Regions from separate parts of the Hordeum vulgare genome. Here region 1 is linked to region 2. Evidence: chromatin contacts called from public Hi-C data. All regions are on one chromosome and are shown on one strand. Each heading gives the region's core, a stretch centred on a gene start, on an enhancer-like site or on the middle of the called end of the contact. The rest is flanking DNA. Distances are from core to core; before and after follow the strand shown. Region 1 holds the start of LOC123443591. Region 2 holds the start of LOC123443589.

Region 1 (4,102 bases), core at 675-3,174, 610 kb after region 2:
CGCCGGGAGAGGGAGAATCGTGGGAGGCACAGGGCGAGCGACGGGACAGGATGGAGGTTGAGCGATGGGGGTGGGAAACGAGCGTGGTAGGTGGAGAGCGTTGGGATGCGCGGTAGGCGGGAAACTGACGAGGGCTCGTCCCCTTGTCCTCGCGGCGCTGGTGGAGTGGGACTCGCGCGGGGGCGGTTAGGGTTTGCCCCCCTTGGGGGCTTTATACCCCCTCGGGTGGGCAGGGATGGGATGGTTTTTTTTAAATAATAATATTATTATTATTATTATTATTATTTTAATCTTTTTTATATTTTTTCATTTATTATTATTATTATTATAAAATACTTTTTTTATTCTTTTATTATTTCTGTTTTAAATATATAGAGTTTTAACCAATTTTCAAAATTCCGATTTATTTTTATAAATCATTAGGGGATTTTTCATGCGATCGTATTGAATTTGAAATTTTCCCCATTTGATTTTACTTTTAAATTTCAAATTCAAATTGCTTTGAATAACGCGAGATCAACGATAGGAATTCACGGTGACGTGGCATCATTAGCGTGTGATCACTGTAGCTTAATTACAATCATCACTGTAGTAAAAGCTGAGGATGTCACATACATCGTGCGTCTTGCATTGCTAGTTACCAATCCCGTTTCCGGAGCCCGCCGGTGTCCCTTCGGTCCCAACCACTCTCAATAAGCCTACCCATAGCATTTGTCGTGAGAAAACGACGACACTCAAGCAGTTATATTTGAAATGAACGGAATATGTTTATAAACTCTCATATGTGTTTGAACATATTCCAAATCAATTTAAAACGAGAGAGGTTGATCCTTTGAAAAATAAGCCGATATTGTACGCGTGTGAAGTGAGACTGGCTTCACGGGTATGTGTGCATGAAATCATATGAATAAGCCCAACTGATACAGTCATATGAATAGGCCCAACTGATACAATCAAATGGGTGGGATTCCTTAAAAAAGAAAGAGTACAAAAATACTGTCCTGATGAAGCGGGAATAGAAAGATTTTTTTTATTTCTTTTGTTACTCTTTTTAAGCAAAAGACGCCCGAATATATCATAAAATTATCGATAGATAAATGTTTATTGGATACCTATATTATCTATGTTTATTTTGACCTAAACCCTGCAGCCTTGTTTTCTACTTCCTCCGTTTTAAAATAAGTGTTTTAAGCTTAATACAACTCTATACTAGAGGCAGTGTAAAGTTGAAACAATTATAATTCTATGAAAGGACCAAGAGACTTCATGCCACTGAAATTGAAGGGAAAGATAATACCACTTTAATAGTAGTTCATTACTGCAATTAAAAAATAAATTCTAGTTAACTGTCCCAATGATGAAATACAATGGTTTAAATGAAGAAATGTGTAGAATACAAATATACTCCCTCCGTTCGTAAATATAAATCTTTTTAGACATTATAATAGAGGACTACATACAAAATAAAAAGAGTGAATTTAAACTTAAAATATGTTTATATGCATACGTATGTATTTTAATAATAGAATTTTTGAAAAAGCTTCTATTTAAAAACGAAGGAAGTATAACTTATAACAACTTTTGAGATAACAAGATTCTATTATTGATTAAAGAACTGCCGGTAGATACGGCACCGGTAAAAAGAGCTTTCGGGCGAAGGTTGCTTCACCCACGGCAGGACCTTGCCCAAAACGAAATAGCCTAAAACGAGTTCCGGAGATGTGGTCCATAAGCTTCACACGTCCCAGATGTCATGTAACGAAACTGCATGAAACCCACCCCGTCTCGCGCATATGTGGACCAGATAATTCCCGAAATACTACCACGAAATTTATGCATTCGTGTTATTATTATCCATTTTTATTATCTTTATTATATATATGGAACTCCTATATATCCTATAGTATATATATAATTATGCTGTAGTACTAAAATAGGTGCCCTGCCGACCCGACCGGTCCGACTCGACCCCTTGTTTTGGTTTCTTCTCTCAGCGCCTTTCCCCCTCGTCCCTCTCCTCTCCCCGGATTCCATCCTTGCATCGCACTTCCCCATAGTTTCCAGCATAAGCTGGCGCCCTAATCCGCGCTCACCTGAGGGTGATAATGCTGCAGGAGTTCGTCGACAACGTCATCGCCATCATCAAAGAGTGAGCAACCGCCCCCCTCCCCTATTTTGTTGTACTTGTTCGTCTCTGTCTTGCGCTTAGTTGCGTCGCTTCGAAGCAGCGGTTGGCTAGGGTTGGCGAAACCAGCGAATTAATCCGGGCAATTTAGGGATTTTGAATTGGTTTAAATTATCTGGTGGAGATTCTGCAGTTTGTAGCCTTACAAGTTACAACCAGAAAATAGGTCTTAAGAAGAGATCTAGCGAGAAGAGGGAGCGTGTGCCTCCGACTCTGGGCCCCCCTCACCCCCGCTGGCAGCTCCGGCTGTGGGAGTGAGGGGAACCCGGGACCTTGTTCCGCACTAGCCTAGCTTCTCTTAGTTAGGTATTCGGTTGTTTTCTCGGCTTTCGGTCGTCGTGTTGGTGTTGAGGTAATGACACTCTTCTTCCTCCTCTTTGTGGTGGTGGTGTTGCGGGCAGCCGGCAGCGTCGATGCCCCCTGGCTAGGGAAATCATGTTGGTGGCCGGCCCTTGGTGATGGGGGTGATGTTTCCCCCGGCCGTTTCTACAAAAGCGACGAGGCTGTGGCCTTATTTTCTCCCCTTGGGTGTCTCCCTGATGCGATATATTGCTCTTTGGTTGTTCGTGCTCTCTCTCCTTTGCAGCTGAGTTCTCGCCACCACCTCTGCGAAGCTGGCAGAACTTTTTTCAGGAGTGGTTTGGCTTTGGGATTTCCTATCTACACAAGACTTCTACGATGGCTTCTTATTCTTTGGTGAGTTGGTCCAGCTGGACCTTAGGTGGACTACTTCCCAACCGTAGGGTATAATCTCTGGCCGGCTTCGAAGATGGGAGGGGCAGCAACGGTGGTGCCTTCAGCTCTCGCTGGAGATTGAGTTTCTTTGGCTATCTGAGGACCTGGTTGTAGTTTCATTGTTTTCTAGGATGCCTTGTATTTTTGGAAGTCTTAACATAAATCCATAGCCTTATTCACACAAAAAAAATCACGGCTAGAAATACCATAAAAAGTATGGATATGGTTGGATTATAGTGGATAAACATTGATTGTGTTGGTAAGGACAGTGGATTTCTAGCCCCAAGATTGCAACTGATTTTCTAAGTCTGTAGTGTACGTAGTTAGATGGGTTATCACGTGGAAACTATGTTTTGTGGATTTATTATGACTAACAGTACTTCATACCAGTATTTTTTACATTTCTTACTGACGTGATTAGTAAAAGAAATGTTCAACTTGTGTGTATTTGTAACAGTTCTGACGATTGAAATAATAAGTAGAAAACGGGCGATACCGCTTATTTGCAACTGAATGTGGCTGTGGGTATGTCTAATAAATCATTCGTTTAGATGCATGGCGTCAATAGTGCTGATCGTGTGAATGAAACCATTCGTTTAGATGCTTGAATTAGTCATTTGTTAATGAAACAGGAGATGGTATATAGCTGAAAATATGTTGTTGATTTGTTGTAAGCACTAAAAAAATGTATTATGTAATAAGTTAACATGAGCAAATGATACTCAATTCATAGTTAACTTTAATCTCCATGATGCTGCGCATTTGATAATTATAGCAACAAATGTTGGTGTTCTATTCTGTCTGTTTGAAACAGTTGATGAAGTGTGAAATGTATATACAATATACCGATGAACTTGGTTCTGACAGTTGACATTAGCAATGCTAACTCAGAGCTAAATACTTGCTCTACCTTCTAAATGATGATGCATTGTTAATTCAAAACGTATTATTGCAAAAGAGGAAGATGTTTCCTGGCTTTTCTTATATCAATCTCTGTAGGGTGATTCCAGGAGCATAAACTAAGCTGATTGCTAGTGATTTCTGCACAAATTTCTTTAGGTCCTTGCTTCTTCTAAGATATCCTAACGCTGGCAGCGTGAAGCTTAATTGTATTAGTTTCAGTTTTCATTTCCTTCATACAAGATCAGGAACATCTAGGTTTTAGTTGAGTTGCTCTTTTTG
Region 2 (3,855 bases), core at 240-2,739:
TTCCTTTCGACTGGGAATCTGCTTGTTTAGTGGAATGAAATGGACCACACATTTGTGCATAACTGACTCCGCTGGCACATCATCTATATGAAAACTATAAAATAGCTCTCTTGTGTCACTTGCTGTCCAATTCCCACCACCCTTTTTGTCAGCTTCTTCTGGCCTATAAAACCACTGACCAGTTACTGATAAGCTCCCATCATTTTCTGTTATATCCTGTTCCATGATAAATAAAATAATGAGCATACATCATTAAGAACCAATTGTACCAGAGATGAATAGAAAACAGAAAGAGGTAAAAGAAGTAAGGACAATTGCATTCATAGAACATTCATGCAGCTCTAAAGAGATGACGGATTTTGGCTCCACAACTACTGAGAATAGCCAATGGCCCCAATCATAGAATGCAAGCTAGGCCGTACAAAAATCGCTAGACACAGATCATGACCTAAAGCCTGGTATAAAAGCATTGTTAACCATGGGGAAAAAACACGGGGTAAAGTGCAGCCAAAACCAAGCCTAGAGCAAAGAGCTTAGTGAACATGTGGACTTCTAAATGATGAAGTTCATTTTCAACAATTGACTGCGCTGTGAAACATTGCTAAATTTACAAAAACTACCTAATAATTCAGTAATCTTAGCAAAAAATGAACTACCTACATAGAAATTTTCTGTGACTTCTCTATCTGGAAAAATATGACACGGCATAAAACTACTCTTTGACATGTTAATAACTGGTATCCTCTATATACATGTCAATGCACTAACATCTTAGAAAACCGCAAAATAGCGTCACCAGTCGCAGACCTTGATGATGGCGACATAGGGCTTCTCTTTCTGCTGCTCGGGCGTGAGCAGCACCGGGTCCTCCTACACAAATCCATAACAAAATTTTACAACCTTCAAAAACCCTATAAAATCGAACAGAAAAAAAAGTGTAACAGAAGCAGGGCGGCCGCTTACAAGCTCGAAGGTGTTGCCCTCGTACTCGAAGGAGAAGTAATGCCTCCGTTGTTTCTTCCCCTTGCCGGTCACCTTCAAAGGTTCACCGACGGGTACCGCCTCCGTGCTATCCTCCTCGCGAGACTCCTCCTCCTCCTCTGATTCCGGATTTTTCTCCTCCGGCTCCTCGTCGCTCTCCTCGGCGGGGCGCTTGGGTTTGCGCCCTCTTCGGCGGCGGGTCTGCGTCTCCTCCCGCCTCTCCTCCTCCTCGTTCATCCGCATCTCCTCCAGGTCTTTCTCATCCTCCTCCTCTTCCTGGAGTTCCAGGTCGTCCTCGTCGGCATGGTGACGCTGCTGCTTCTTGGCGCCCGAGGAGGGAGGGGCGGTGGGCTTGGTAGTTCTGAGCGGCTGCGGGGCGGCTCTGTCTTCCTCGTCGTCGTCGTCGCTGGTGGGCTGATGCGTGAACCGGCGGCGCCTCCCCATCTCTCCTGATGGACGATTGGAGAAAGTGGCGCACTCTGGACGGGGTTTCTACCGGGCCTGGGGAGTCGAGTCGAGTCGGCCGAAGCCGGTCGGTGGATGGATATTTTGTGAAAAACTAGAACATGGGCAATTATTGCAATTTTTTTTTTACTGGCAAACCTACATGTTGCAACGGAAAAAAATAAACATGGCTTAAGATTATCTGAAAGTTTGTGTCATACTCCCTCCGTCCGGAACTAAATGTCCTCGTGGTATTTTTTTTTAAACCTCCCTAGCAAATTCCCGACAAACACAACGCTCCTCTGTCGCGCAGGAGATCCCCCGCGCCGGAGATGCCCCACTCCCCTCCGCGTCAGAGATCCCCCGCTCGCCTCCGCATCGGGGATTCCCCGCTTGCCCCCGCGCCGGAGATCCCTCGCTCGCCCTCGCAGCTCCCCCGATCGGCCCACGCCCCCACCGCAGCTTCCCTCACATTTTCCCCCTCCTCTTTCCCCATGGCGAATCACGGTGAGGTCAAGGTTGATTTTTCCCCTCCGGCTCTCCGATCCGCAGCGGCTCAGGCTGCAGATGGAAGTGGCAATAAGTGGGACTAATTAAATCCATCCCACTTAATCATCTTAGTGGATATCCGTTGGACAACAAGAAAATTAAGTGGTCTGTCCCATTTAATCCATTGGTAACCCACCTCACCACCAACTAGCAGCCCACGTTCTTCTCCTTACGGGGTGACGCCATGGCTGCTGCTCATCCACGACCTCGGGCGCAGCTTCGTCGGCCGCGTCGGCGGCGGCCGGTCCAACCTGCGGAGCGCCGGCTCCCCGCGGCCTAATGTTCCATCTCCCGCGGCCGCTCCCTCGCCTCCCGCCGCCGCTCCGACCCTCAACCTCGGCCCGCTCCTGCGTCGATCGCGACGGCGGCGGCCACTCCAGCCATGCCGAGCGTCGGCTCCCCTTCGCTCAATGCTCCAGCTCGCGCGACCGTCCACGCCTCCTGCTGTTCCGACCCAGCCGACCTGAGCAAAATCTGCAAAAGCTCGACCTGAGCATGGACGACTCCAGCAACTCACCCACTCAAGTGCCAGTCCCTGTGAAGGCGCCGAAGATGAGGCCCAGCAGCTCCGGCCGCAGATGAGACACAGCAGCTCCGGCAGGAAGCCCATCCAGTCTGCCTCTGATTCTGCTCTGCTCTGCTCGGTATCTATCGGCGAGGTCGTTGGAGGCCAGGATGCACCGCCACCTGCGGCTCATTGGACAGAGAGAAACAAAGACATGCAATGCCTGTATTGAAACTTGAAAGTGGAAACCCATTTAATCCCACTTATCCCACATAAGTTTTATTGGACTATTGGCTATCACCCACGAAGTTGTATTGGGATTAAGTGGAATGTGGTGGGACGCCCGCTATGAGTCCCACCTGTAGCCTGAGCAGCGGCAGCGCTCTATCTACGGCGGATACTCCCGGTCGAGTGGCATGGCCGGCCGGCGTACCGCGAGGGCCAGGTGTTGGGCGCCTGGCGCTGAGTCCTCCCCTTCGATTCCGTCGCCGTCGTCGCGCTGCCGCCCACGCCTCTACAAGTGGGCCGACCGGCACGACCCCAAGGACGTCCTCCATGTCGTCTTTCGTAGAGTACGTCCATGCTGCTCCCTCCGTGAGCATCTCATTGAATCATCAGTATTGTTGGGTTAGTTTTGATGACAACAAGTAGATGATGCAATCAGTTTATGGGCAAATTAGGTGGTCTTGTATGCAAATCAGTTTATTTTCCTTGATTGCGAATTGAGGGCTGACAGCATCGTTTCCTTTCTGATCATCAGGAACCCGGGGCTGGTGTGTGTGTTGTCGCAGTACAACGACCTGTACACGGTGTTTCAGTTTCAGAATTTTTAACAGGCCTCGGAGCTGATCCAGATGAGAAATGCTCACGTTTGGATGCGGAGGATTAAACTTCTTATATTGAAGTTAAAGAAGAGTGAGGGTGTGATGAGGATGAGTGTAATGCCCCAAGTGTGTATCTTTCCCTTTTTGGAACCTTCCCTTTGTGGGTCCACCTTGTCATTGATATGAGAGTATGATGCATATGATTTCATGTGATGTCACCTTGTTTAATCTTGCTTTGCATGCATGCATCACCATCATTTCTTCCTTGCCTATTGTGTTTGATGCCTTGTGGTCCTATGTGTTGGAGTGATACATGTGATGTGGTGATGTGATGTGTTAGCTTATGTGGGGTGTGCATGTGTTAGTAGGAACCATGTTGGTTTGCACTAGGGTTTTAGAAAACTCCCCCCCCCCCTCTCTCTATTCCATCTCAAGGTCAAGTTTCACTTGATCCTTTTCTGTTTTCAAAATGTCCTTGATTTAGCTTATTTTGTGGTGGAGATGAACATGTGTTTTGCTGTTTTTGAAACTTTGTTGAGAGGGTGCAAATAT

Evidence for each region. Hi-C and Micro-C count contacts between places; a contact is called where the count stands out from the background.
Region 1: a contact with region 2 is called in a Hi-C map of seedling, with 4 times the contacts expected there. The contact joins the promoter of LOC123443591 here to the promoter of LOC123443589 in region 2. A contact is called at or near these places in 4 of 6 Hi-C or Micro-C datasets (leaf and seedling).

The regions. Positions count from the first base shown.
Region 1 is chr3H:238,660,032-238,664,133 of MorexV3_pseudomolecules_assembly, forward strand. LOC123443591 reads left to right here and starts at 1,925. Exons shown (of 9, transcript XM_045120029.1): 1 at 1,925-2,149. The coding sequence starts at 2,106.
Region 2 is chr3H:238,047,166-238,051,020 of MorexV3_pseudomolecules_assembly, forward strand. It overlaps LOC123443589, which reads right to left and starts at 1,490. Exons shown (of 9, transcript XM_045120025.1): 1 at 964-1,490; 2 at 808-870; 3 at 1-216. The coding sequence starts at 1,425. It also overlaps the pseudogene LOC123441642.